6 separate regions of the Mus musculus genome follow, and all the other regions are linked to region 1. Evidence: chromatin contacts called from public HiChIP or PLAC-seq, capture Hi-C and promoter capture Hi-C data. All regions are on one chromosome and are shown on one strand. The core of a region is the stretch at or near the end of the contact, and the rest is flanking DNA. Distances in the headings are between cores, read along the strand shown. Region 1 holds the start of Snx4 (sorting nexin 4). Region 2 overlaps Kalrn (kalirin, RhoGEF kinase). Region 3 holds the start of Itgb5 (integrin beta 5). Region 4 overlaps Itgb5 (integrin beta 5). Region 5 holds the start of Rnf168 (ring finger protein 168). Region 6 holds the start of Muc13 (mucin 13, epithelial transmembrane).

What was found. Promoter capture Hi-C pulls out the DNA fragments that hold promoters and counts their contacts. HiChIP or PLAC-seq counts read pairs in DNA pulled down with a chosen protein or histone mark. Capture Hi-C pulls out chosen DNA fragments and counts their contacts.
Region 2: a contact with region 1 is called in an H3K27ac HiChIP or PLAC-seq map of embryonic stem cells, with 4 times the contacts expected there. The contact joins the enhancer-like site here to the promoter of Snx4 in region 1. A contact is called at or near these places in 2 of 39 promoter capture datasets (hippocampal neurons and pre-B cells), 1 of 115 datasets of contacts at active chromatin or transcription factors (embryonic stem cells) and 1 of 9 other capture datasets (adipose tissue).
Region 3: a contact with region 1 is called in a capture Hi-C map of macrophages, with 2.8 times the contacts expected there. The contact joins the promoter of Itgb5 here to the promoter of Snx4 in region 1. A contact is called at or near these places in 6 of 39 promoter capture datasets (the HPC-7 cell line, embryonic stem cells, hematopoietic stem and progenitor cells and 3 more), 2 of 115 datasets of contacts at active chromatin or transcription factors (cardiomyocytes and embryonic forebrain) and 2 of 9 other capture datasets (embryonic stem cells and macrophages).
Region 4: a contact with region 1 is called in a promoter capture Hi-C map of liver, with 4 times the contacts expected there. The contact joins the enhancer-like site here to the promoter of Snx4 in region 1. A contact is called at or near these places in 3 of 39 promoter capture datasets (the HPC-7 cell line, hippocampal neurons and liver), 3 of 115 datasets of contacts at active chromatin or transcription factors (the 230-238 cell line, bone marrow-derived macrophages and cardiomyocytes) and 2 of 9 other capture datasets (adipose tissue and liver).
Region 5: a promoter capture Hi-C map of liver shows a contact between it and region 1, with 3 times the contacts expected there. The contact joins the promoter of Rnf168 here to the promoter of Snx4 in region 1. A contact is called at or near these places in 3 of 39 promoter capture datasets (liver and neutrophils) and 1 of 115 datasets of contacts at active chromatin or transcription factors (bone marrow-derived macrophages).
Region 6: a promoter capture Hi-C map of hematopoietic stem and progenitor cells shows a contact between it and region 1, with 2.5 times the contacts expected there. The contact joins the promoter of Muc13 here to the promoter of Snx4 in region 1. A contact is called at or near these places in 10 of 39 promoter capture datasets (the HPC-7 cell line, cranial neural crest, embryonic stem cells and 5 more) and 7 of 115 datasets of contacts at active chromatin or transcription factors (T-cell acute lymphoblastic leukemia, acute myeloid leukemia, embryonic basal ganglia and 4 more).

Annotation. Positions count from the first base shown.
Region 1 is chr16:33,248,065-33,252,727 of GRCm38.p6, forward strand. Snx4 (sorting nexin 4) reads left to right here and starts at 3,392. Exons shown (of 14, transcript NM_080557.2): 1 at 3,392-3,537. The coding sequence starts at 3,397.
Region 2 is chr16:34,084,344-34,088,894 of GRCm38.p6, forward strand. The region is part of intron 34 of Kalrn (kalirin, RhoGEF kinase); the gene reads right to left. Among named protein-coding and RNA genes, the nearest start is that of Gm41448, 33 kb to the right of the region's middle. Within about 2 kb of position 1,833, at least 11 of the 459 cell types and tissues checked have an H3K27ac peak or open chromatin away from gene starts, as enhancers often do. A contact at or near this core is called in embryonic stem cells, where this site is marked.
Region 3 is chr16:33,827,066-33,831,640 of GRCm38.p6, forward strand. It overlaps Itgb5 (integrin beta 5), which reads left to right and starts at 2,600. Exons shown (of 15, transcript NM_001145884.1): 1 at 2,600-2,965. The coding sequence starts at 2,896.
Region 4 is chr16:33,944,806-33,949,438 of GRCm38.p6, forward strand. Itgb5 (integrin beta 5) reads left to right here. Exons shown (of 15, transcript NM_001145884.1): 13 at 1,686-1,805; 14 at 2,910-3,076; 15 at 3,852-4,533. The coding sequence ends at 3,947. Among named protein-coding and RNA genes, the nearest start is that of Umps, 20 kb to the right of the region's middle. Within about 2 kb of position 3,241, at least 12 of the 459 cell types and tissues checked have an H3K27ac peak or open chromatin away from gene starts, as enhancers often do. A contact at or near this core is called in the HPC-7 cell line and liver, where this site is marked.
Region 5 is chr16:32,276,107-32,280,931 of GRCm38.p6, forward strand. It overlaps Rnf168 (ring finger protein 168), which reads left to right and starts at 1,355. Exons shown (of 6, transcript NM_027355.2): 1 at 1,355-2,309. The coding sequence starts at 2,003.
Region 6 is chr16:33,793,022-33,797,588 of GRCm38.p6, forward strand. It overlaps Muc13 (mucin 13, epithelial transmembrane), which reads left to right and starts at 1,468. Exons shown (of 12, transcript NM_001382834.1): 1 at 1,468-1,554. The coding sequence starts at 1,506. Gm15658 (a long non-coding RNA gene) reads right to left here and starts at 3,118. Exons shown (of 3, transcript XR_003951910.1): 1 at 2,724-3,118; 2 at 1,231-1,625.

The DNA.
Region 1 (4,663 bases), core at 2,142-4,641:
CACAGATACATACATACATACACACATACATACATACATACGTAAGTAGGTCAATCTTTTAAAAATAAATACAATTTAATTTTATCATGTACTGACATCTTATAGCCTATTAAATACTTCATGCAGATTTTCTGTAGATCCCAGTTTTCTACACAGACGACAGAGTAGTTTTACTCTCCTTAGTCAATCTTTTGTTTGTTTGTTTGTTTGTTTTTATAGACAGGGTTTGTCTGTATAACAAATCCCTGGCTTTGTTGGAACTTGCTCTGTAGTCCAGACTGGGCTCCCACTCATAGAGACCTGTCTGCCTCTGCCTCCTGAGTGGTGGTAGGATTACGAGTGTGTGCCACTCCTGCCACCTGGCTGTTGACTTTTGTTGTTGTGTGTATGAGAGACAGACACAGACTCAGAGATAGGATCTCGAGTGCCCATGTTGGCCCTGGACTTCCCATCTTCTACCTCCCAAGTGCTAGGATTACCGGCATTTGCTGCCATGCCTACCTTTCCCAGAGCCTCCCATTACCCTGAAGGCAACCACTCTCCAATCAATCACAGATTGTTTTCTGTGAACTTAGTATGATGAAATCATATAGAATGTACAGTTTTGTTCTCTGTGTTAGGTGGGATCCTGGTTAAGTAATGTTCTGAGTTATGTTTTAAGGTTTAATTACTGTGCCTGAAAGAGCCATGAACAAAAATGTCTCACCTATGAGCCCCTCCCCAAGGATAGACACTTCCAGAGACGCTGGAGCCTACTGTATATGGGTGGTAACAAGCCACATACTTTTGTTCCCCTAACCAAGTTTATTTGATCATACTAGATGTGCTTGATCACGTGTAGTCGGGAGGTACTCAGGCATGAAAGATGTAGGGAGGAACACTTGCCTCTGATTGGCTGTGACGGGAAATATGGGCGCCTTATGTGTTTCCCTTTACAAGCCTCTGCAGAATCCCTGAAAGGACCTCGCCAGTATCTGTCATCCTTGCCAGTATTTAATTAAAGCTTGCTTCAAATGTGGCTCAGAAATCATGGTACTGGTCTTTTTCTGAGATTCTCAGGTTTAACATTGTTCTAAGTTTCATTCTTATCTCACCCTGATGGTCTTTTCCTGCCTGCTGTAAAGCCTGCAGGGGACCCTCCCATAGAAGTAACAAGTGAAAGCTCCCAAGTGGGGTCACTCATGTGGCCCCTCTCTGAAACAGCACCAGTATGGCGAGCCCAAAGCTCCCCTAGCGTTTTTCCCATCCATTCCCTATTTGTGCACATGCGTACATGGGGTGGGTTATAAAAGCATGCAGCACCATCCTTGCCTCCTTTCCCTCCCTGAACCCTGCGCTGCACAGGGAGTCAGGGCAGAGGCCGAGTCTATGAGCCTCTTCTGGATCCTGGTTTCCAGTGGGGGAAAATCCAAACCCACTCTGGGATTTGTGAAGCCATTGCTTACAGCCAGAATCACCTCCTCCAGACGAAGTGTTCCTTCCCTACAGGAAGCCTTTCTCCGAATAAGGCAGGGCTTTTCCGGAATAGACTTCTAGGCAGAGAGGTTCTACCCAGTGTGGTAGTGGCACTCAACCTGTTTTTCCAGCACTCAGTAGTGGAGGATAGAGGTCTGATTCATTTTAGTTTATTATTATTATTATATTTAAGTGTTTATTTATTTAGTGACAGGGTGTCTCTATGTAGCCCAGGCTGTCCTGGATCTCACTATATAGATAGCCTCTACTCAGAGATCCTCCTGTCTCTGCTTCCCAAGTTCTGGAATTAAAATCATGCACTGCCACCACCACCAGACTAGCTTGCTTTTATTTATTTATTTATTTATTTACTTTTTAATTAATTTTTTTTTTTTTGGTTTTTCAAGACAGGGTTTCTTTAGATAGCCCTGGCTGTCCTGGAACTCACTCTGTAGACCAGGCTAGCCTCAAACTCAGAAATTTGCCTGCCTCTGCCTCCCAAGTGCTGGGATTAAAGAAGTGCGCCACCACTTCCCGGCTTCTAGCTTTTATTTTTAAACAAAACAAAACAGTAGACAATAATATGGTCTCCTTCAGGCCTTACAAAGCCAGGTGTCATTTCCTCGTTGTCACCCACTGGTCAGCTCACAACGAACATCCTGCCGGCTTTAGGATCTAGTTTTCTGAGATCTCAGAAACTGGGAAAAGATCACAAGATAATGAGAACAAATCTATCCTTGTGTGATTAATAAAATAGTCTTCTGCCGGGTGGTGGTGGTGCACGCCTTTAGTCCCAGCACTCGGGAGGCAGAGGCAGGCAGATTTCTGAGTTCGAGGCCAGCCTGGTGATCTACAGAGTGAGCTCCAGGACAGCCAGGGCTACACAGAGAAACCCTGTCTCGGAAAAAAAAAAAAAAAGTCTTCTGATTTAAAAACATGTTTTCTGGGGGTTTGCCGGACCTAACTAATCCCTGGCGAACAATAAAATACCTAAATACATAAATAGTCCAGGCTCTGTAAGGAAGGAACAGGGAAAGGATAGGAGAAGGGGTCCCTGCATTAAAGAAGTCTAGAGTCTAGCTGGAGGAAGCTGGATTTAGAACAAATTATTGTAAAATAACAAGAGAAAGTGCTTTGAGCATGAATGGAACTTTGCCACCAAGCCAGGGAGAAAACTCCAGGAGGAAGAAATTGTGCTTCACAACCCGGAAAAGGATGTTTGGCAAGAATCAGTTTTGGTCCGAGACCAGGTTTTGTACAAAAATACCAACCCAAAGGTCCCATATTTAGGCTACAGTCAGTGAACATTTCTCTTCAGGTCACCACAGGGAATCTTGCCAAGGGGTAGGTTCAGGAAATTACAAGAGACTTGTAGAAAATTAAATTGCTTTAGCGTCTAAAGTTTAAACACTTACTTAACAATGGCGCTCTCCAGCCTGCTTCAGCCATCTTACCTCTCAAATCTTTAGGCGTTATCTTTTGCTGAATGCGTTACTCAACTCTCTAAAAGTTAATAATTGATGCTGCTCTGGTCTTTGCGAGGGGAAACGGAATTGTGAATGCAAGGTAAGGGCGATGGTCACAAGACAATCTCCCTTTCTTTTTAATGACACAATTACTTGAGGGGATCGCCAATCTGAGTGGCTTCTGCACTTCTTGAGTTCACTTCACTTTAGTTTCTTTATGTCTTTACCGGCTCTCCCAGATTACCAGTTTTGTAGCCAACCCTCTGTAGTCGCCCTAGCTTTCCCCTACCTCCCTCGGTCGCAGGTCTTGGCTGGTGGTCCAGCGTTCTGGGGTCTCCGCTGCCTAGGAGGAGTTTCTGTGGGCAGGGGCGGGACTACCGAGAGCGCAGGGCGGAGCTACCACAAGCAGAGGGCGGGGCGGCTGGAGTCAAGGCCCCGCGCAGGCGCACTGGACTCGCGGTGCCAAACTACAGCTATGGAGCAGGCACCTCCGGACCCCGAGAAGCTCTTGCAGCCTGGACCCCTGGAGCCGCTGGGTGGCCCTGGCGCTGTGCTGGAGGCCGCGGTCGGTGAGGAGAACGAGGGCACCCGAGAAGACGGCTCAGGGGTCGACACGGTGAGGAGAGGGGCGGCGGAGGCTTCCGGTCTGGGGCCGGGCCTAGCGGGCCGGGCCGGGCCGCCCTGGCTGGGTCTGGTGGGTGCGGTCCCGAGACCGGAGGATGACCCGATGCGGAGTGGAAATGGACTCACAGGCGCGGCGTGCCGGAGCGCCGCGTGGGCGTTGTCACGCGTGTCCGTGGTGGCGTGGCCCGCGGTGTCAGTGGGCGCGTCCCCCGGGGTCTGGCCCTGAAGAGGCTCGCTGCTGTTTCCGGCCGGCCGAGGGGGTCGCTGGGAGGCGGCTACACCCTTGGTGAGAGGCGAGTGTGCGCAGTAAGGGGGGCTTGGCCTATGGACACGTCGGGAAATAGACATCAGCGTCACGTTAAAGAGAAGGGACAGAGGAAGAAACATTTGTTGAACTCTCCATTTAGCTGTAATGTCGTTATAATGTTTCCTCCTGCAATCCCCGCCCCTCGGTGATAACTGGTGTTTCTCACCTTTTGAGTTAAGGGAGTGTCGCGTTGTCAATCTGTGAGTGCATCCATCCAAAGGGTCGTGACGGATTTGTAGACTCTGATGAACAAATGTTTAGGAAACTCATTAGCGCCCTGTATTTGAACTCCCTGACCCTCAGTTGCTCAGCCCCTGTCCAGCCATTTTGCTGTTGCCCCCTCACCCCCAGTAGGTATTCATGCTAAGGTAACCCGTACATTTTTATGATTGATGCGTCTCTAGAGAGGACTAAGTTTCGAGAGAGCTAACCAGGAACTTCTCAGCAGTTGGAGGTTTTGACTACTTAAACCATTTATGTGTGCTTATAAGTTAAAGACTTTAACTTTTTGTTTGTTTGTTTGTTTTGTGTTTTTTCGAGACAGGGTTTCTCTGTATATAGCCCTGGCTGTCCTGGAACTCACTCTGTAGACCAGGCTGGCCTCGAACTCAGAAATCTGCCCTCTCCCCTCCCAGGAGTGCTGGGATTAAAGGCGTGCACCACCACGCCCGGCTAAGACTTTGATTTTTGAGAACAGTTTTAAGGTCGCTGTAGAATTGAAAGAGAAATGGGGAGATTTTCCCGTATACTCAGTTCTCATATTCAGACTTGTGCCTTGTCCACGCTTCTTACCAGACTCGTTTATGTTATA
Region 2 (4,551 bases), core at 583-3,082, 830 kb after region 1:
CAAGTCATCTGCTATAGATAGTATGATGTCATCTCCCTAATTTCCACTAAAAAAATAAAAAGAGGCCAAAGTACAATGTATAGTACTCAGCACAACAAGGACTTGCAGAATATCATCTCCACTCTAACACGGAACCCAATTCAAACAATTGTGGCACTCTACTTTTTTTTTTTTTTTTAAATTAAGCTGGTGTGTGCAGCAGAGGGGCATCTCAGTTTGAACTAGCTTCACTTCATGCCCACTGAGCCCCAGGGAATAAATAGATTGGGCAGCCCTACTTTCTTTGTGGTCCACTGCATGTTTCTGCTCCTTTATTCACTTGGAATTGCAGTCCTTTAAAAGCCCTAACCTGTGTTCTGTGCTTTGGGAAGCCTCCCAGATGACCCCATTAGCATCTGCTTAATTACATTAATTAGCAATCAGATAGGAACTCACAATGCCAGCATTCTTGATCTTGATGACAAATTCTTCCTTTTCTTGTTCGTTTGCTATAACTGTTTCACACTTACGGATCAGTTCCCAAGCTGGACTGTAAAATATCTGGAAACCTGAATCTACCTAGCGTCATCTAGAATTTTCTATGAGCACTAGTCCCAAATTTACTCAACACAACAAGGACTTGCAGAATATTATCTCCACTCTAACATGGAACCAATTAAAACAACTGAAGTACTCTACTTTTTGTCTTAATTAAAAAAATTTTTTTTGATACTGTGTCTTTGACACCTGGTGAATTCTGGTAGTCCTAAAATTTTGGAGTGACTCGGAAAGTGTGTGCCTTAACTTCCCACATGATTAAGGGACTGCTGAAGTCATTTCAACATGACCCTCGGGACTTCGGGATGATCCACAACAACCAAACACTTCCCTAGCACTTACAACAAAGCAGCCTGAGTGGTTTACATATGTCAACTCATTTATGCTTTGCAAAATTCTCCATGAATAGATTCCAGGGTCATTTCTATTTTCCAGGAAAATAAAACCCTCAAACAAACAAGAAAAAGAATTTATTTATATAAGTTGTACAAGGTCTCAGAGAAAAGCAGTCTATCCGGCATTCACATTCACTGTGGCTCTTAACCCAGCCTCTCATTACAGCAATCTATTACCTTGCAATACGGAACCACAAAATACAGTTCTATTTATAGACTCTGTATATTAGTACATAGCCCAAGAATCAAAGGTATTAGTTTGTTATACTCTGAGCCAGGGCTTTTTTTTTTTTCATATAAAAGAATTAAGTTAATTCAGAAAATGTAAACAGAGGTAAACAGTTGGGAATCATGAAATTCCAAGTTCCAGAGGGTGCTTTTCATAATCCTAAACAAAACCCAGCACCCTGCTCCTCTCAAAGGGGATGAAGCTACTGGTAGCAGATGAGCTTCCAAGTTCAGAGATCCTCCCAGGGAAGACCCTCCACTCTAGGAATCTGCCCTTGGGATGCAGGTATGGGTAGGTGTCCTTATAATACTGTTTAGAGCAAAAATGAAATATCACTTCAAATAAGGAAGTTGATTAAATAGGAACAATTCACATTGATGCATGATTAAAAAGCATCTAGTGATATTGTTAAGGTCTCAAACCCAGGGCAAATGGCTAACAGAGGTGCCTATTTAACATAGCAAAGCAGACCTGGGGTTTTGCACCAGATGAAGGGAAAAGAGAAAAGAATGGTGGACAAGACCTAGGTGTGGTGGAGAAGATTTACTACAGAGAAGAGGGAGAGCATAGCCAGAGGCAGAAACATCTGGGAGAGCCCAGAGTGAATGGGGAGGGTAGCCCAGCCTCTGGGCTGGGGAGTTCAGGGAGGCGGGTGGGGAAAATGCCAGCCATACCTTGTAACAGGCAGAGATTGAGGGATGATAGGAGAGTCTGGTGGCCAGGACTCCTTGATATGTTAAATGGGCACCTCAGTTTGCTGTAGGTCCCAGGTTTGAGACTGAACAGTATTCAAATGAAATAGGAAGCCCCAAAGGGGTGTGTCTGGTTCTTTCTAGGGAGGAACCACAATGCTCCAATCTCAAGCTACCTATGGTTAGTAATCTGTTCTCAAAGTCTAGAATATTTTGTAACCCCTGTAAATGTATACACACACACACACACACACACACACGCACATGCACACACACACGTTTCCAACCTGTGGGTTAGACCATTGGAAAGCATCTATCTCCAATGGTCTTAGGAACTGAGACACTGCTCAGTAGCAAAATTACAGTTATGAAGTAGCTGTGAAAATAATTCAATGGTCAGGGGTCATCACAACATGAGGAACTGTATTAATGGATCACAGCATCAGGAAGGTTGAGAACCACTGCTCTAGAAGTTGTTATGTTTAAGGCATGGAATTTTATCTTCATCTGCCTATATTTAATTTTTTTACATTTACCTATTTTTTTTCCCTAGTCAGAAAAAAGAAATAGATCCTCCCTTCTCATTTACATGGATTTAATGACCTATATTTTATGGAATGTCTCGAAGAACAGAAACAAAAAACTCTTGGACCTGCTTTTTGAGATGAGTCACATGACCAAGGAGTGGAGGGAGGGTCGGCTCTGCAGCTCCAGCCTCTAGAGTTCACAGATGTCCCGAGGGGACAGGTGAGAGAACAGGTCTACGTGGTGAAAAAAATCTACCTCTGCAGAAACGGAAGGTATGGAAGGGAGACAAACTCCAGGCCAAGCATTCAAGCATTAGTGTGTCCGTCCACATGTGACCTCAGAAACACCTGCGTCCTAACCCTCAGCCCTCCCTCGTAGCTTCCCACAAGCTTTACTGGCTACACAAAACTCACACCAACAGTTTTCGAGCTCAAATCTGTTTACATACTTAGCCGTCCAAATATCCTGGAGGGCTGAGGACTGAGATTACTGATAGTATCTTTGCCCAGCATGCAAAAGTTTCTGCGTGCCGGCACCATCACTGGAAAAAAACAAAATTCTGCCAGGTGTGGTGGGCAGCACGACTCAGGAGGCAGAAGCAGGCAGATCTCTTGTGTTCCAAGCCTGGTGAGTTCCAGAACAACAACAACAACACAAATTCCTAATGTCTACTTGGAAGAGGTTCACAAGGTGAAATAAAAGCAAGTTCTGAAACATTATGTAAATTACGATCCAATTTGCATAGAAAGAGGTGAACTGAGTTCCAGCCAAGTCCTCTTTGTCTAACATTTGGTTTTGTGGTGACCACAGTAAGGAGAGAAACGGAGGCGACACGGTTCTTCCTGAGTAAGAAGATACCTCAGGAAGCTCCCAGAGCACAGAGCTCTCCAGGTTCCTCTTTTCCCTCTCTCTCCCAGCCCCCAGCCCAGCCAGAGTGATTGCCAAGGAGGCCTCTTGGACTTCCCAAAACAAGAATTCCCCTAGGAGAGGTGGCCTTCTCAGACAGAATGCTTTTTCTTTCAGGAGCTGGGGGAAGGGAGAGGGAGGAGATAAAGGATGAAAAGTCGGGGGGGGGGGGAGGGGGGGATAGAGAGAGGTGGGGGGGGGAGAAAAGGGACAGGGAGGGGGGAGGGGGAAAGAGGGACAAACCAGAAAGAGAAAGGAAGCCAGAGGAAACGTCAGAGAGGTACTAAGCCTTTGTGTCTCACCCCAGGTAGCTTGGTAAATCACAAGCTGTTAAGGGTCTGGGGGCTGAGACTAGCAAGTCTACCATTGTCCTTGCCATTGTCCTGACTGACCACACCAGGTCACTTCAGCTTCCAGGCTTCTGCCAGCAAGAGAGAGAGGATTCATAGCACTGGTGTGAGACGGGGCTGTGCAAACTGGCCAGTGCGGACTGTTTAGCACCATTTTTAACAGTGAAGCTTGGCTCCCATGTGGATGGAGAAAGATAACACCCCTATCCCTAAAAATGCACAGAGTCTAGTGCTGGAAGTGGAGAAGCTAGGGATGTCCTGTTATCTGGTGATCCACCAGCTGCTCTGAGAGAGGAAACTCATACGTGCTACACTCCTGCTAACAGCCATAGAGCCACGGATACAAAGTAGCTGCTGCCTTAAAGCAGCAGCAGAAGGGGTCCTTCCCTCCAACCTGGGTTCCTCACCATGGTCACCAGAGGGGCAGGAAGAATGTGGAAGAACGAGCTCCCAAACTCTTAAGCTCTGCTCACTTACAGGCAAGGCCACTGGCAGCCTCTCGGCCACTTCAGGGTGTAACCAAGACTCCCCTCCTTCCAGGAAGTACCACCCAGAAAGTGGTACTGCCTCCAGAAGTTGAAAGATGAGTCCCATTAGTCACCGAAAAGGACCAGGCAGGGAGCCAAGGCACTCTGTACCTTACCTATGAAGGATATAGGCAACCTTGCCTAAACTTCAGCTGAGCACCAAGAACTTTGGGGCGAGAGGTGTATTTTTTTTTTCCTTCCCTCCAGTCTAGGCAGAAACTGTCTGGAGAAGCATCAAAGGATCTATCTGCACACACAGTGGCTGTATCATAGGGGGACAAAGATTTCTATTAGATTGCTAGCTGAGGTCAAGAAACAGGAGAAAAAAAATGGCCTTTTTTTTTTTTTTTTTTTTTTTTGAGAATGTGGCTTCTCGGGATCTAAGCA
Region 3 (4,575 bases), core at 1,350-3,849, 580 kb after region 1:
AAATAAAATCCCCTTCTCTCCTCCCACCAGCCTGTCAGCCTGTGGTAACATCTGTTTTACCTCCTTCTATCACACTTTTGGTTCTAGACATGTTACACAGTAGAATGTCTGGGCATGACAGCACACCCCTGGAATCTGGAATCTTAACACTCAGGAGGTACAGGCAAGAGAATCAAGAATTCAATGGCATCGTCTTCAGCTACAGAGAGTTCAAGGCCAGCTTGGGCTGGATAAGAGCACCCACACACATCCCACACACACACACAGACACACAGAGAGAGAGGGGGAGGGAGAGAGAGAGGGAGAGAGAGAGAGAGAGAGAGACAGAGGGAGAGAATTATATAATATTTGTTCCCTTGGGTCTATTTCATGTCACACAGGGTGTTTTTAATTTTGTAGTAAGTGTCAGAATTCCATTCCTTTGTTTTGTTTTCTCCTGATTTTGAGACAGGTTCTCTCTGCATAGCTCTGGTTGTCTTGGAATTCATTATGTATACCCCCTAGCCTCAAATTTATAGATCTGCTCCCTAGCGCTGGGATTAAAGGTGTGCCCTCGTACCCAGGTCCGTTTCATTTTAAGATCAAATAGATCATCACGTGTAACTGACACTTTTTATCTGTGAGCACTTAGATGAAGGACTCTTGGGAGGGGGACACAAACCACAAAGCAGAAATTCTGAATTAGAAAAGGCATCAACAAACCAGCTTTAATGCAGCTTAGATTGCTCAGGACTGCTTACAGCAGGTCTGGGCAGGCTGGGGACCCAGAGAACCACCAGATAAGACAGAAGGGGTCTGGTAAGAATTAGGGCAAGTTGGATCACAGCACTTTCCAGGTGCAATTTAGATAAATGGTGGTCCGTGCCAGATGTGGGACAAAGTAGGATATTTCAGCCGCTACAAAGTGCTCATTTTGAGTGCAGAGAAGATGGGATACTATGGGCCCTGAACTCAAAGAATGCATGGCATAGGAAAGCCACCATTGTACTTAAAGCAGTATTTCACCTTCTAGCTCATCCTACACTTTCCTGCCAGACCAAGCAACACTCCAGTTCAAACTCTTTGATCAGCTCCCATAATGTAGTAGCCACCTCTAAGCTGGGATAAGCATAGCCCCAAGGCTATTGCCCTAAGGGCCAGGTAATTCCAAGATCTACCTGGGCTGTTTCTGCAGCATGAATTCTTTTTTTTTTTTTTTTTTCTTTTGGTTTTTTGAGGCAGGGTTTCTCTGTATAGATAGCCCTGACTGTCCTAGAACTCACTTTGTAGACCAGGCTGGCCTCGAACTCAGAAATCTGCCTGCCTTTACCTCCCGAGTGCGCCACCACGCTTGGCATGCAGCATGAATTCTACTGGATAATGGTTAGCAGCAAACATGATTTTTTTTCGAGACAGGGTTTCTCTGTGTAGCCCTAGCTGTCCTGGAACTCACTCTGTAGACCAGGCCGGCCTCGAACTCAGAAATCTGCCTGCCTCTGCCTCCTGAGTGCTGGGATTAAAGGCGTGCACCACCACACCCGGCCAAATATGACTTTTAAGTCATAACAAAGCAATGTAGGACAGAGTACGAATTTGCATATGGTCCAAGGATGAACTTTGAAGTTTGCTCTGGATTGGTTCACTTTTCCCTATGCACACACTACAAACTGGCTCCTGTCAGTGCCACCCAGTTAAGAGTTTGAAAGGTGGACACAACAAAGTTTTTAAGATTCAAACGCCTTAGGTAGGTTTTTGCACCTACACCGCCAAGTCCTGACCTTCTAGCTGCTGCTGCTGCTGCTTCTGCTGCTTCTTCTTCTTCTTCTTCCTCTTCCTCTTCCTCCTCCTCCTTCTTTTTCTTCTTCTTTTATTTATTTATTTTTTCTTTTGGTTTTTTCGAGGCAGGGTTTCTCTGTGTAGCCCTGGCTGTCCTGGAACTCACTCTGTAGACCAGGCTGGCCTCAAACTCAGAAATCTGACTGCCCCTGCCTCCCAAGTGCCGTGTAAAGTCGTGTGCCACCATGCCCAGCTCCAGCTGGTTCTTAATAGGCAAAGGTTAGGCTGCCTTACTTAAATCTGGATTTCAGGGAAAAAGCTAGCAGTCGCTTCCTCCAGTATATTAACCCTTGGTGGCTCAGTTTGCTCACCTAAACAACGGGAGGGATGTTAGCACTTATCACAGTGCCTGCTCACCAGGGTGCCCTCCGCTTCACCTGAACTTCCACGTTCCACGTGTCCTCCCCTGCCCATCCCAAGCGTGGCGTCTGGATTGAATATTCTCGGGCGAGGCCTGGCCTGGCATGCGCTTGTGGCATGACGAAATGGCCTGACAGATCCAAGCCGTAACTGCCCCACGATCCTGAAGTCAAAACTGAGATTGCTTTGGCCCAAGTAATCTCTGCAGGCCTAATGGAGCGCGCCCCGCCCCCTCCCAACTCCAAGACCGGGGAGGGAGACCCTAACTAGAAGTTTCGAACACCCGATCCCCACAAGTGGGTCAGCTGTGACAGCCACCTGGGCAACCCAGGATCTAGGCGTGCTGGCGGGTCCCGGTGCAGGGCGGAGCTGGTCCGGCCCGAGCTCGCCCCGCCCCGTCCCGCCTAGCCGTAAACTGACCGAGTGGCGGCCCGCAGGAGAGGGGGGAGGAGAAAGCAGAGAAGAGTGGGGGCTGGCGGCCGAGGAAAAAGGGAAGGGTCTCCGAGAGTAGACGCGCGGGGGACTCGGCGAGGGTGCGTCCGGAGCAGCGACAACTCCGAGCGTCCCAGCGGGCCAGCGAGGAGGATGGTGGCGGCCGGGCGCGGACCAGCCCGGCCGCGGGCGCCGTGAGCCGGAGCGCAGCGCCCGGCATGCGGCTGCGGTCCCCGGCCTCGGCCCCGCTCCGCCCCCGCCGAGCGCCCCAGCCGAGCGGCGCGCATCATGCCGCGGGTGCCCGCGACCCTCTACGCCTGTCTGCTCGGGCTCTGCGCGCTCGTTCCGCGCCTCGCAGGTAAGCCGCGCCGCCCCGCCGCGCGCTCCTCAACTTTTGCTCGCCCGCGGCCGCTTGCGGGAGCCGAGGGTGCAGTGCACCCCAGGGCGCTCCCAGAAGGGTCGGCGAGGCGCGGGCATCAGATCTGCGTGCGCTGGCGGGTTCCCTCCCGGGCTGAGGAGGAGCCTTCCCTTCCTGTGTAAACAGTGTGCGTCTGGTGGCGGAGCCCGAGGGCGCTGGGGACTTGGGAGGGGAAGCCTCCGGGCCCGGTGCTGGGGCCCTAGCTCTTCGCTCGCCTGCACAAAGCGGCCCTTGTGGCCCGCGGGGAGTGATGTGGGGGCCAAAGTGTGGCGACCGAGTCATCCCGGAGGTCTGTGGATAATGCAACTTTCGAAGTTTGCTCTAAATTGAAAGTTGTCATTACTCTCTGTAAGTCCGAAGTCGCTGCCCCACCTGGTACACCGCCATCTGATACTGTTCGGTACTGTGATTCACAAACACTGTGTCCGGACTGCGGAGGGGCTGCTGGCGCTACCTTAGCCGGATGCACCCTGGCGCTGATGCGGGAGCCCCCAGCTACCTGCGTTCAGTTTTCAGACTTGGGAGTGGCAATTAAGTTTAGGGACCGGACAGTGGTGGCACACGCCTTTAACCCTAGCATGCTACACAATGAGACCCTGTCTTAAAAAAAAAAATCCCTATAGGAAGAATGATAGTTGACGCTCCTACCTCTTCCAAACCTACCCACTCAAAGAGGAGTTTCCGAACTTTCCTCTTCCTGTCGGAAGTAATTGTGTATTGATTAAGAGTGCGCTATTCACTTTCAAGCCCGAGGTACTTGTTTGCCTCTCTGAGCCCAGTGGTTGCCTGGCTGCTTGAGGGGAGAACTCTGTTACCCCTACCCGTCTCATTTACATGAAGGAGGTTGAGGTTTCCATCTGAGAGCAAGGAGGGAGTTGAGGAAACCAAAAAATGTCGCTGAGGCCCCAGTACAAACTTAATAGCGTAGCAAGGCTGCTTTTCTGGGAAAATAAGTAGATCAGTGGGTCCCACCCACCCCTCCCTCAAATCTGGCAACCAGTGTCCACATCTTTCGTGTTCCAAAGAGTCCCCAGGGAAACGCAAAGAGATGTAGCTTGAATCACCATCCTCTGGAATATATCCTTGTCGACTGACCTCACTTCTTTAGGACAGAGTTTTAGTTTGAAGTTATATTCTTTATAACCAAACTAAAACTTTATCTTGTGTGTGTGTGATGGTGTTTTTAACATTTTTGTCAGAATAAACACTCAGCAACCTTACCTTAGTTTCTTTCTTTCTTTCTTTCTTTCTTTCTTTCTTTCTTTCTTTCTTTTTTCTGTTAGCAGTCTTCGAAATTCAACTTTGGGATGGCTCTAGTTTCTTTCCGATTAGCCCTCTGATTCGAATGAAAACTCCAACATTTCCCATTGCAAAAATTTTAATCCTTATTAGTTGAGTTTCCCAAAAACCTGTTTTTATCTTACTTATGTCCCCTCCCCTGACTCTTCCCAGATCCATCTCCCTTCCCTATGACCCCAACTCTGTCCATATTAAAAAAAAAAAGCACAATGGTGCGGTCCTTGATTTGAGCCTTCTCTACTTAGGAAGGG
Region 4 (4,633 bases), core at 1,991-4,490, 700 kb after region 1:
AAGCAGTTCCTAAGGGACTGCATATCTGAAGAGAGAAATTTCAACCAAGGCTCGCCAGTACTAGCAGACTTGCCCTCTGCCATGACCCCCAGCTGCTGTAAACTCCCGGCCCTGGCTTTGTCTGCCTCGGTCCTGGAGTCTCTCTTTATAGATTCTTGCTTCCTCTTCCCTGGTTTTGATGGACTGCTTGGCCCGGTCACATAGCATTGATGTCTGCTGAGTCTGTTTATCTCACGAACATTCAGTGAGCGTTTACCATGTGGCCAGCCTCCTGCCAGACTCTGGGGAGTTGGGAATTCTTTGCAGCCCCTCACATCCCAGCCTTTTGCTCTTTCCATGGCTTGCTCTCCAGGGCCTTGGCTGAGCTCTTTTTTCATGAAGCACATGTAGTGAGGAAAGAAGGGTTCCCTTCCCACCTCCCACAAACAAGCCTGTCCTATGTGGGACAGCTTCTTCCTACCAGACCCACCACGAGGTATCTGCAGAGAAGTATGCGTCTAAGTTACCGTCTGCCCCTAGACAGGCTTTCCTTCTTTCCTTATTTATTTACTTGTTTGTTTGCTTGCTTCTTTACTTATTTTCAAGGCAAGGTCTCACTATGGGAGTCCTGGCTGACCTGGAAGTCACTATGTAGACTGAGCTGGCCTCCAGCTCACAGAGACCCACCCGTCTCTGCCTCATGGGTGCCAGGATTAAAGCTGTGCACCACCATGCCCAGCCTTATTATTTTGTTCCTATTTTTATATTTTTCTCACTATATATCCCACTTCAAAGTTTCTGTCCTCCTGTCTCAGACTCCCAAGTACTGGGATTATAATTGGGTGCCGTGGCATCCAGTTCTTCCTTGTGCTTTTAAAAATACGCTCTCACTAAGTCTGAGGGGGACTGAGAAAACAGTTGGGCCATCATGTTTGGGAACCACGCCAGGTGTCCATCTACTTCCTAGCTGAAGCGCCTGTTGAAAAGATAGGAAAGGAAACACATTTAGTGTCGCAGCATTGACCTGTGGCTGTGGTTTGGGATGCTTGTACCCCTACGGCCTAACTTCCCTTTCTCCAACCTCTTTGCCTCCTAAAGATCAGTCCCTTTTCTGGGGTCCTGGTACCTGGACAGGACAGGGTCGAGGGCAGTGTGGGGAGAGAGGAGGATTATGACAGCCAAGGAAGGGGTTTGTCAGGAGTGAGACCTGTTATACACAGAGCTGGCCCTTTAATGGCCTGATCTCTGACAGTGTGGAGCGCCACCACACAGCAGCCTTTCATCCTCAAAGCCTCGCACCTTGAGTTCTAGCTCTCAAGGAAGAGCGACCTCTGGTCCTCTTTAGTCAACTCAGTCCGGCAGACTGGGCCAGGTTCCAAAAGCAGTCACTCACTCAGGCCTGCAGCATCCAGTTCTGTTCAACCGTGTCCACTCCTAACCATTGGAGACTTCTTTTATTTCATGTCACCACTAGCCAACACTTCAGAGGGTTGACAATCCTGATGGGATCCACATGTCCCCAAATCAATAAGCTCAGCCCTGGGTCTGTGATCTTGGTGTTAGAAATCTGAGCTCGTTTTAAAGCCCTGTGGCCTCTTGGAGTCTCCCATCTTTTCCTGCGGGGCTTGGCTTCCAACCCCATCCATGAGTGGTTCTAGTGCTACCCAGAGAGATGCTTAGGGTGTCTCTGCTTGCTTCTCTCCTAGTCAAAGATGACCAGGAGGCTGTGCTTTGCTTCTACAAAACTGCTAAGGACTGCGTTATGATGTTCAGCTACACAGAACTGCCCAATGGGAGGTCCAACTTGACGGTCCTCCGGGAGCCAGGTACGTGAGAGTCTGAGGGACCATCCTCGGCCCTGTTTCTTGTGCCAGTCCCTTTGTGGTGGTGCAAGCCTGTGAACCCAGCACTCTGGAAGGTAAAGACGGGGAGATGAGAGATTCAAGCCATTTAAAGGCCAGTCTGGGCTACTTGAGACTCCATCTCAAAGTACGTGTGTGGAGCACACTAGCAGAGCGCTGAGGCTGGGGCAGTGGGGCTTTGGGAACGATGCTGTGGGGGCTTACTGTGGAGGAAACCTCGAGTACTGAGTTAAAGGGTTTTGCAAGGTGCAAGGCAGCTGCTCCACCAGGGCAGCTAGGGGGTCCGTTAAGTTGAGGATTATCCAGTCCGTCTGACTGCTGCTATTTTCCCCAGTGGAGATTCCAAGGGCAGATGGAGCTCTGGGCCTAGCTTTCCTCCCTGCCGCCTGCTCAGTACCAACAATTCTATCTTGTGTTTGTTCTGGGCACCAGGACTAACGCCTGGGCCTCAAAGTGACTGGGACTCCAGCCATTTCAGTTTTTGGATTGGAGGAGGGAGTAGAAAAAGGTTTGTAGAGTCCAGGTCGCAGAGCCCAATTTGCAAGTTGAGCCCAATGCCCCAAACACTGTAATGCCTTCCTAGGCCAGAGACAGGAAGTGTAGCATCAACCCAGGGCGCTTGCCTGTGGCTTTGAGGCCTTGCTTTCAAGCCCTATCTTTGCTTAGAAATAAGCACATTTACTCCTTAGCGCTCTTTGCTAAGGGCTCAGAAATGCTTGACCTCAGACCAGGCCTTTCGGAAATGGTGCATGCTACCTCCTGCCTGCCTGGTTTGTTCCTGAAGCCTCCTGCCCTGGAGGTGGGCTAGGCTTGAGCCTCTGGGACACAGCCCAATAGAGGTATAGCCATTGATCAGGGGCCTCATTTCTGTCACGGCTTGGCTGTGTGACCTTGAAACAGTGACTGAATTCTCTGACTCTGTCTGTTCCTTGGGGAGACCTAGCTCAGCTTTCAGTCTCACTGAGGCAACATGAAGGGGGAATGGACAGAAGGGAGGGAGCAACTTTTCACCTCGGACATAACCAGGATGCTAACGGCTCTGCCCACCCGTCTCCTGGTCCCTTCCAGAATGTGGAAGTGCCCCCAATGCCATGACCATCCTGCTGGCTGTGGTTGGCAGCATCCTCCTGATTGGGATGGCACTCCTGGCCATCTGGAAGCTGCTCGTCACCATCCACGACCGCCGAGAGTTTGCCAAGTTCCAAAGTGAGCGCTCCAGGGCCCGTTATGAAATGGTAAGAGGGGGTGGTTAAAAAAGAGGTTGCTGGCTTAGAGCCAGGGTCAAAGGCTAAAAACAATCAATCAAACAAACAAAAAAAAGAGCTAGGTGTGGTAGTATTCACCTATAATCCCAGCTGCTTTGGAGGCTGAGACAGGAGTTTGAAGTTCAAAGCTTAGCCTGGGTTACTTACCAAGCCCTTGTCTGGAAATAAATGACCAAATTTTGAGTGTAGTTCAGTGGTAGTGTGCTTGCCTAGCATGCGCAGGGCTCTGGGCTCAATCCTCAGTATCACAGAGCAAACAAACCGACCTACCAACAATGAAGAGTCAACACCTTCAGTACTGAATAGGAGAATTACACACCTGGAAGACTCGAGGGGCGTGCAGATCCTGGTGCATGTTGGGACTGCTGAGGGTGAAGCGCCAGAGGCAGGCTCAGTGGGGAGTTGGACAGACACAGAGACGGAACCCAAGAAAAAAGCTCGAGCTCTCAGGCCTGGTTGGATGGTCACATGAGCAAGCCCTCTGCCCCGGGCACACGCAGGCTCAGAACAGAGCTCAGGGGAAGTACCCCTGACTCCCCAGAGTTAAGAGTCTGTCTGTTCAGGTTCCAGGGGACTTCTGGGGCTTTCTGCCTAAGCCCTGTATTCCACAGATGAAAAGTAAGAGCTCAGAGAAGGAAAGGGATTCCCCCAGAGCACAGAACAAGTCAGAAGCAGGCATCCCTGCAGGTGCTGGACGGGCCTGAGGCTGAACTAACACGTGTGCTCTCCTCTCTTGTGCTCGCAGGCCTCAAACCCCCTGTACAGAAAGCCCATCTCCACACACACTGTCGATTTCGCCTTCAACAAGTTCAACAAATCCTACAATGGCTCAGTGGACTGAGGCTCCTGGATGGCTGGAGGGGGACTAAGGATGAAGACTCTGGCGTGCCTTGGACTTCCTGGACCATTTGCTCACGCTAGCTAGGCACGCACGGATAATGGAGATGCCCTCCATTGAGCCCTAAGGGACCTGGTAGCCACACAGCGGGCCACAGGCACTTGGGGCCACTTCCCTCCAAGCCAGGGAAAGCAAGGAGACTCTGGTGTTCTCAGCTTCCCCTCTGCCGCCTCCAGCTTGCTGTCTCCATGAACCTCTGAAGGCCTGGCTGCCCTCTTCCCTGCTGGGCCAGACAAGAAGGTATCCGGAAGAGTCTGTGTGTACAAAGCTAGCGCGCAGCCTGGCTTTTTCCAGTTGATCGTTTTTTTTTCTATGAAATAAAAAGGTCACGCATTTATGGTGTAGATCTGATTACTGGTTCCCTGAGGGCTGTCTGCCTGGCATCTGTGGGTGTTGGTAGAATTGGGGAGTTGCCTGTTGAAAGTACATGCCTTGCAAATGTTAGGTTTTGCCCTCCGGTCTGTGTTTGTTTAGTGCTTTTGTAATGAAAAGGAAAGACTGGGAATGAAAAAGTAAGGATGGAAACCAAGCAACTTTGTGTTGGCTTTGTACATTCGGGCATGCGCCTCCTTTTCTGAGCGGTCTTGAGTAGCCCCAGTAGAGACTGGCATGTCCATACACTTTATCAG
Region 5 (4,825 bases), core at 105-2,604, 970 kb before region 1:
TTTTTTCTCTCTCTTTTTTTGGTTTGGTTTTTCTGAGACAGGGTTTCTCTGTATAGCCCTGGCTGTCCTGGATCTCACTTTGTAGACCAGGCTGGGATTGAACTCAGAAATCCACCTGCCTCTGCCTCCCGAGTGCTGGGATTAAAGGCGTGTGCCACCACGCCTGGCCACAAGGCAACTCTTATGACAATATTTAATCAGGGCTGGCTTACAAATTGAGAGGTTCAATCCATTATCAAGGTGCCAGAGCATGGCAACATCCAGGCAGGCATGGTGCAGGAGGAGCTGAGAGTTCTACATTTTCATCTGAAGGCTGCTAGCAGAATACTGCTTCCAGGCAGCTAGGATGAGGGTCTTAAAGCCCACACCCATAGTGACTCACCTACTCCAACTGGGCCACACCTTCTAATAGTCCCATTCCCTGGGCCAAGGATATGCAAACCATCACAGACTCCAACTCCAGGTCCTCCTGTTTCTGCCTCTGCCTTTGCTACCTAAATGCCTCAATTACAAGACACACGTGTCCATGCCTAGTTCAGAGGTCCTTCCTTCCTTCCTTCCTTCCTTTTTGAAACAGAGTCTCTTACTAAACTCACTGTATAGACCAGGCTGATCTCTACCTCACAGAGACCCTCCTGCCTCTGCCTGCAATGTTTTGGGAACCAGCTGACCAATTGAGGAAGGGTCTCATATAGCCCAGGTTGACCTGGAACCAGTTATGTAGCCAAGGCTAGTTTATAATAATCCTTTTGTGACTACTTCCCAAATGCTGGGATTGATTATAGAAATGGGTCTCTTGTTGAGTTCTTCAGACTCCACATACCAAACCCAATAGGCATTTACTCATGCTAAAGTCTGGGGTAGAGGGCCCAAGCCAAGCACCCCCAAAACAAGAGGGAAAGCAATAACAGCCAAATCTCTACATTGCTGTTTTAGCCAGTACCATAAGGATATCACCCCCACCTTATTTAACCTTTACAAGGATTCTTTGAAACCACAGGTGTAACTCTTTGTTGCTGCTCTCCTTGAGCGTCACTTGTCTATAAGGCCAATATCTGCTGCTCATTCTATAAAATGCTAGTGTTGCAAATAAATGCTAAGAAAAATCTTTAAGGTAAATTTGTTGTAATTTCTTCTTTTAGCACTAAGAACTTTAGAAAGCTTTGTTAGGAGAAGGGTAGCCTAAAGAATACTGAAAGAATAATTACAAAAATTCCTGTTCGGATCTTGGTTTAGAGAGTTACTTGAGTAAGCAAGATTCTGCAGCCTACAGTAGCCGAGCGACCAAAAGCGGGAGGAGTTGCTACTAGCAGGCTAGGCGGGAACGCAGACGCAGCTCCCGGAAGTCCCGCCCGACTGAGCGGTTCCTTGGGGGAAGACGTGCCGTTTTGGCGGGGAATTGTGACGTCCGTGGAGCCCGGGTACCTGCTCCGGCCGCGGCCAGTAGACCGATTGGCAGGACAGCGGGTGCGAGCGGCTGGGTCTCGGGACCCGGGGGGTACCGCGAGGTGTTCCAGAAGCTGGAGCGTGGGCACTGGAGGGCTGCCTCCACCGCAACGGCGAGACGGAAGTCCCGCGGCGGCCCGAGCCCGGATTCCGGGCGGTACCGGGTGCTCTGGGAGCGGCGGTGCCCGGGCTTCCGGCTCTGGCAAGCCCGGCCGCCTCGCGCGTAGAGGCGGGTCCTCACCGCGTAAGAAGGGGAGCTGGATGAGCGCTTGTGTGGCGCGGGGAGACAGAACCACTCTCCGCCCCGAGGCCGCCGACTCCCGGAGGAACGTTCTTTCATTCCCTTGCTGGACTCAGGGCATAACTGTTGACCTGACATCACAGCTCCTGCTTGTCTCGGGCCCGTGGGAACTCAGGCCTTCTGGATCTCAGTCCGCTGCTGTGTGTGAGAGTAAACACCAAACGGCTCGCTGCTTTTCTCCGTTCTGGGCGTGATTAGGCGAAAGACGACTTTAGTCCCTTTCTGATTTTAACGTTGGGTAGGTCTCATTAGCATATGAAGATGGCTGCACCTAAAACCTCCATCCCTTCCTTAGCCGAATGTCAGTGCGGGATCTGTATGGAAATCCTCCTAGAGCCTGTAACCCTACCTTGCAACCACACGCTCTGTAACCCATGCTTCCAGTCCACTGTTGAAAAGGCCAATCTATGCTGTCCCTTCTGTCGTCGCCGGGTCTCTTCGTGGACTCGGTACCATACCCGAAGAAATTCTCTGGTCAATACAGACCTGTGGGAGATTATTCAAAAACACTATGCAAAGGAATGCAAGCTTAGAATCTCTGGACAAGAATCAAAGGAAATCAGTAAGTAAAATTAAGCATGTTTATTGGGTAAAACGGCCCAAAATCCCTTTGAAAGGGAACCATTTTTGTTTTTGCTTTTCGAGAAAGGGTTCCTCTGTGTTGCCCTGGCTGTCCTGGAACTCACAATGTAGATCAGGCTGGCCTCGAACCCAGAGATCCACCTACCTCTGCTTCCTGAGTTCTGGGATTAAAGGTATGAGCCACCATCGCAGGGCTCGAACCATCATTTTCTAATTTAAAGAAAAAGAAAAAGAAGGCTAAATAGTCTGAATCGTGAGGATTTGTGGTTTTATAAGCCCTGCCCACACATCAGTTAAAGTCAAGGACAGAGTTACATCACGTGTAGTAATGGTCAAGTTGTGTTCATCTGCTGTGAATTAGGGTTTTTTTTTTTTTTTTAACATTTTTTTAGACATGTTTTGAGACACAGTTTTATTACTGTGTAGCATGGGATAGCCTTAGCCTCACAAATACTGGAGTTGCAGGTGTGCTATTACACACCTGTCCTTTATAATGTAGTAGTATTAGTGAGGGTTGCCCTTTATAAGGGCAGAATGGTAAGTATTTTTGTGGACTATATAGTCTACTGAAGACACTTGGTGAGCTCTGCCACTGTAGAACAAAAGCCACCGTAGTCAATACATTAATTTACATTACCCTTTGTAAATGAAGATAGTGCCTGTGTTTCCATAAAACTTTATGAAAAACAAAAAGTGGGGGGGCAGATTTGTCCTGTCAATGAATCATGGCTAAATAGCCCCTGTCTTAGAATATCACTATTACTGTTCTTAAGAACAATTCTTTATCTGTGGAGGTAGCAGAATTAAATAATTGCAGATACTTCGGAAGGGAAAACTTGAGATTTCTTATTTTTTAAAATATGTATTTAGAGTGTGTGAATGTAAGTGCCTCATGTGCATGTGGTGCAGAAGAGGCAGGAGAACTAGAACTGAGTGACAAAGTTATAGGTTGTCATGTGAGTACTTGGAACCAACCAAACCCAGGTACTCTGGAAGAACAGTAAGCATTCTTTTTTTTTTTTGAGACAGGGTTTCTCTGTGTAGCTCACTCTGTAGAGACCAGGCTGGCCTCGAACTCAGAAATCCTTCTGCCTCTGCCTCCCAAGTGCTTGAGTTAAAGGCGAAAATTTAATTTTTTGTAACCCAATTGAAAGATTTTTTTTGAATATATAGTTCTGTTTTCAGGTGGCTCAAATATGAAAAGGAAGGCCCTTCCTCTTAATCGCCTTTGAAATATGAGAACATATTAGTACAAACTTGTAAAATGTATAAAAATAGTAGGACAAAAAGGTAGAAGTGTCCAAGTGACATCAATGGATGGATAAACTAAATGTACATATCTGCAACAGAATATATTGCTCTTTCATTAAATGGAATTGTTAAAGTTGTAATGTGGGATGAAGGCTTTGTTCTAGCTGTCATTACTCAGGTGATTCCATATGGAGAGCATTAACGACATCATTGGATCAGTCCACTGATAAGTTTATCCCAGCTGGGCTGTTAGGTGAGGCCTGTCTGGAGGAAGTATACTGGAAATGCCTGTGACAGGTTTGCTTTTTGACTGCAGTTGAAGTGGGCACCTCTCCTCTACCAAGCTTTTTCACAATCATGTTTCTGCCTTGCACAGGCATAAAACCATAAATGCAAACCTCTGAACGAGCCAAACTAAATCTTTTCTCTCTCAAGTTATTTATGTGATGCATTTTGCCATAGCAAAACACAGGAACACAATTGACAGGTTCCAGATCATGGAAATAAAGAGGTGCAGACCAGCCTAGCCTGAAATCATAACAGTCTACCTGTTTCTTCCTTCAAGCTAGGACAAGAGGCCTGTGTTACTGTAAGACCTGGGGTAGGCCACAAATCCCAGACGAGCCCCCGCATATAAGACCCCCCCCCAAGCTGGGCCTCTGCTCAAGTCCCCGGATGAGCTGGCCGGCACCCCAAAGACTCGAGAGAAAATCACACCTGATGCAAACTGCAAGAGGTTTTATTTTCAGCTAGCTGAGGACGAACTCCACACGCTGAGCAAGGCAGGGGAGTTCAACCCTGAGCGGTAACAGTAGGGGGCTTTTAACAGCTAGCTGAGGAATTGGGAGGAGAGTTCTTCTCTGCCAGGTGTCCTTGGTAAAATTACAATTATAGCATCTCTGGCTGTAAGGCTCAGAAACAAAAAGGCTTTTTGCTGGCTATAGAGAACAAAGAGCTTCTTTCTGACTGTATTTTTAGAGATCAGGGAAAACAAGCTTGGGGGAATGTTTTAGGGGCTTTACCTTTCAGGGAGAAACGCTTTAAGTCAGGGTCTCACATGCCTGGCTCCACCTCATGACTCTTTAAACTATTTTTCTTGGTACTATTGGACTTTAAAATCTTCAATAAATGTCTAAATTGTAGGCATGGGATATAGGTCAGTGGCAGAGTGCTTTGGATTCAATCATACATATACACATATTAGCTTTTAAAAATGTAGAGCCAGGGGCTGGAGAGATGGCTCAT
Region 6 (4,567 bases), core at 218-2,717, 540 kb after region 1:
CCCAGGTGACAGGGGATAATGACTAAAGGACCCTTTGTGCCAACTCCCATTGAGGAGGACTTCACTCTATTCCCCTAAGTTTTCAGACAGACAGCTCTTCTGAGATCAGTGTCCTGCTTCGGTGACTGACAAGCCCCTCTGGAGAAAGTCTTAGGAGAAGGGGCGCTGGTATGCCTTGTTTCTTCTCTAGAAAGCCCTGTCTCTACCCAGGGCCGTGGACAGAAGGCAGAGCTGAGCGCAGAATGATCGACCAGTAACAATGGGCCTGCTTTGCCAGGAGGAAGCAGCCTTCCTTCTCTTTGTGGGCCTCAACAAAGCTGTCACCCCCACCTCCCTTCTTCCCTTCCCTTTTTTTTAATAGAGAGGAAGGAATGCTTTTAAAAAGTGACTATGATGCCATTCACATGGTGATTGTTCTGTTGCTGTTTGTTTGATTTTATTGTTTTGTTTTGTTTTTTAAAGACAGTCTTAACTAGGCAACCCTGGCCGGCCTGGAACTCTCTCTGTAGAGTAGGCTGGCCTTGAACTCACAGAGATCTGTCTGTCTCTTCTGCTTCCCAAGTTTTCTCTTTGCTTGTGGAATTTCAAATTGGCCTCTGTTAAAATTGGACCCACGACAGACGGTGGGCCAAGGTGGTTATGGGAAAGGGAGCCTACCGTCAATAACCTTCAAGCCTGCTTCTAATAGGAGCATGACAACTGGGGTCTATGTCCAGTTAAAGTGATATGTGAGATGGAGGGAAGCTTGGAAACGTTAGCTCTAGAAGTTTCTAGAAGTGACCATTAGGAAAAGCCCAGTGTGGGAGTCCACAGCAAAAGATGACACAAGTCAAGTCATAAATAGTTGGAGAAAACATGAAAGGACTTTTCAGGTATTCTTGGAACAGCAGGTAGAGAAAATAGAATTCTTTGCAGTCAAATGGTGGGGAGTTGGGGAGGGGAGGGCCCAGAAGATGACTCAGAGTTAAAGGCATCTGCCACTAAGCCTGATGACCTGAATTCCATCCCATGATCCCACATGGTGAAGGGTCAAGAATCAACCCTTCCCACCATCCTCTGGCAGCTACATGAGCACTGTGGTGTGCACACACAAAATAAGAAGGGGTCAGAGGTAAGGCAATCATCGTTCTCGGCTAGATTACTGAGTGTTTAGAGAGACAGTAGTAGGCTCTGGGGAGGCGATAGGTCTACCATTCCCAAGATATAGAGAGATTAGCTGAATACACTCACCTTTGACCTTGCAAGGATTTCTAAAGAGAACTCAGACTTCTACAGTTGTCCTGGACTTTGAGTCAAGGATATCAACCTGAAGCTGGGCTCAAGTGACCTGACTCTGAGGTTGGAAGCAGCCCATGCTGTACGACCAGAGACCAGATCCTGACCACGAATTGCCTTTGCCTCTATCAGTTAATGAGTGGACTTCGGACTTGAAAGACAGTTAAAACTCCAGGCAGCGAAGGAGAGGACACATTTCCTCCTTGGATTATCAAGCAAGAGCAGCTACCATGAAAGGCTTCCTGCTTCTCTCTCTCAGTCTCCTTTTGGTGACCGTGGGTAAGAAACTCCTTTTTTGTTATTTTGTGGTTGCTTCTGTAACTTGATAAGTTGAATTGGTATCGTAGTCTCTGAAACAGAAACAGCAGGCTTGATCCTACAACTTTTTAAAGTGGCTGCTAGTCTTGACTTGGGGCCATTTCTTGACTAGCTCAGCTCGGAGATGCTGACATTTTCATCTGTGACCCCCAAGACAGCAGAGGCAAAAGAAGTCTATGGCTGACATTGGGACACAGCAGGGCAGAGGTTTGTCTGAAGTTGGATAAAGATGACTCAGTCGTGCAAGGATGAGGTTAGCAAGCTGGATCTAGATCTGTTCCTGTGATCATCAGAGAGTCAGACCTGGAGGGGTCGGGGATATGTCTGTTTTCACCAACACTTGAAACTGGGGATCTCTGGCCAAAAAGAGCAATCCCAGTGGGGGTTAGAGCCCCTACAGGTGTTCTTCTTCTGGACTAGGGAGAGTTTATCTGGGTTTGAGTAGGTAAGGAATTTGTCCCCCACCCCACCCCATTCTGAGAGAAATCCAGATCTAGACGTCAAATGCAAGAAAGGAATAAGGCATTGGAGGCAGTGGAAGGGGGAAGAGAAATTGAGTTCAATGTAAAGGACCACTTGACTTGCTTTGTTTGGGGGATGGAATCTCGTGCTACCAAGGTTAAACTGAACTCTCCATACAGTAGATGAACTTCTGATCCAACTGCCTTGGAGTGCTGGGTTATAGGTATGAGCCAACATACATGGCAAGATAGGAGCTTTTGAAACCTCTTACTACATTTAATTACCATACATGTGGAGGACATCGGACAACTCCCAGAAAGTGGTTTCTCTCCTCCCACCCCCTGAGTGAGATTGAACACAGCCGGCCAGCCTTGGCAGCAGGCTTCTTTTCTTTCTTTCTTTTTTTTCTTCTTAATTTTTTTATTATTTAAATGCATTTTATACATCAAACACATTAATAATATTGAGTATTTTGAGAATCAAATAACATTAAAAATGTGTTCAACTTTTATATTCATATCCTTTCATACCCTAAAAATATCATTAATGGATATTTAATACTATCCATAAGCAAACTTCTTTCTTTATTCCCTGGACCAATATTTTTTTTTTGATCTGCTTTTAAGATTGGGGGAGAAGAGCTGTCCTAAGAGGAGGGTAGGCCTCACCAGATCTCCTCTGCCAAGCCTGGGTGCTGTGGCCAAGTCTTCAGGTCCCAATTAGAACTGATAAGATCTACGTGATTTTCTGGAGTCACCATGAAGAAGAAATGCCTTCTGTAAGACATAAGGGTACTGAGAAGGGAATCCTTTGCTGGGAAGGCTTGGGGAAATGGCTAGAGGTTAGAGAATTCGTAGTCATGGATCTCAAGGTACCTTAGAGGTGTAGAAAGGAGACTTGGGCCAGAGAATTCCCCCAGCAGGGTACAGGAGCAGGCTCCACACTTCAGAGCTTGGTAGGCAGGGATCCAAATACAGTGTAGTCGGTTACTAGCTGTGGTTTCTCCTTCCGTAATAACAGAGGAGACAGCCCACAGCAGGAAGCTTAGGCTCACAGCACTGTATCTGCCATCGGATCCAATATTTAAACATTTGTGTTTGCTCTTGCTTGCGTATGTTCCATGTCGGTCTCAGCAGTTGAGGACAGGAGGTGGATCTTATACACCTTCCACCTGTCTCACCCAGAAATGTCATAAGGACTTCCTGAACAATGAGGACATGCTCAGATGACATCTTAAGCCCCCTCAGGATCCATTTGCCAGCGTTTTGCTTCCCCTGAGCACTAGGGCTCCTCTTTCCCATGGCATCTAGTGAGAGCCAGCATCTCTTACTATTGAGGACTTCTGTCTGTCAGAAGCATTTTAGTATGGCTCTCAGCTAGCATTGGGTACCATGTGCTCTGGGCAGATGGTGGTCCTAGAGTGTTCTCCAGAAAAGAACCCATAAAAAGAACTTTTTTTTCTCATTTAAGTCAATAGTTGGCACCCTATAGTTGATCTATAGCTGTAGGGTTATTACTGTGGTGTGGGTTAGAAAGCAGCTCTCAGATCTGAGGAAACAGAAAGATGGAAGCTGGGGCTGGAGAGATGCCTCAGTAGCTAAGAGTGTTTATAGTTCTTGTAGAGGACCGGGGCTCACCTCTCAACTGGAACTCCAGTTGTATAGGATCCAATAGCCTCTTCTGACTTCCATAGGCTCATGCATGCCTCTCCACAGACCTCTGACAAAGTTGTAGTTCAAACAGTGCCATGGACAAATCATCTCAACCAATGCCCACGGGCTCTTCACAGGTGGCATTTGTGTCTGTCTCACAGGGTCACATCAGGTATAGGGTAAGCCCTTGATAAATGAGAAAGTCCCAGGAGATGTGAGGCAGTGGGCCACGTGACTGTGGTCAGCTAGTGACGATTTTCTTGGTGATGGAAAAACAATTGCTTATCTCTTTGTCTCTTCTAGTTACTAGTAGCCAAGCCCTGTCCAAGGTGAAGAACTGGGCCTTGCCTGGAGCATCTTATGGTCCCTGGGGGAATCATAGTGAACATTAGCATCCTATATCATAGGGCTTATGAATGGCTTCCTCTCTACAAAGGTTTTCATTTAATAATTTGTATAATCTGTTGTCAATGTCAGAGTTCTTAGAGACAAGAGGAGTCCCAAGAAATGGGTCACTAAGTGGGCGACTAAAAGGTAGTCTTCCAAGCTTCCTAGAGAGTTCTAGGAAAGCGGTAAATACAGCTTTGATGTCTATCACAGTCTTTAGGACATGGACCATTTATTTGTCTTATTATCTCAAAGCAGATGTATCTAGAGAAATGTGTACCAGGAAACAACAACAATAACAACACAAACAAACAAACACACTGGTCCAGCACTCAGAAAGATTGGGAATTTCAGGCCAACTACACTGCATAGCAAGACCTGTCTCAAAAAAACCAAACCAAAATGTGGAAGAACTATAATCAGCACTCGGTGAAGTGTCCAGCAACAAGAGGCTCAGGACATCCTTTGCTATC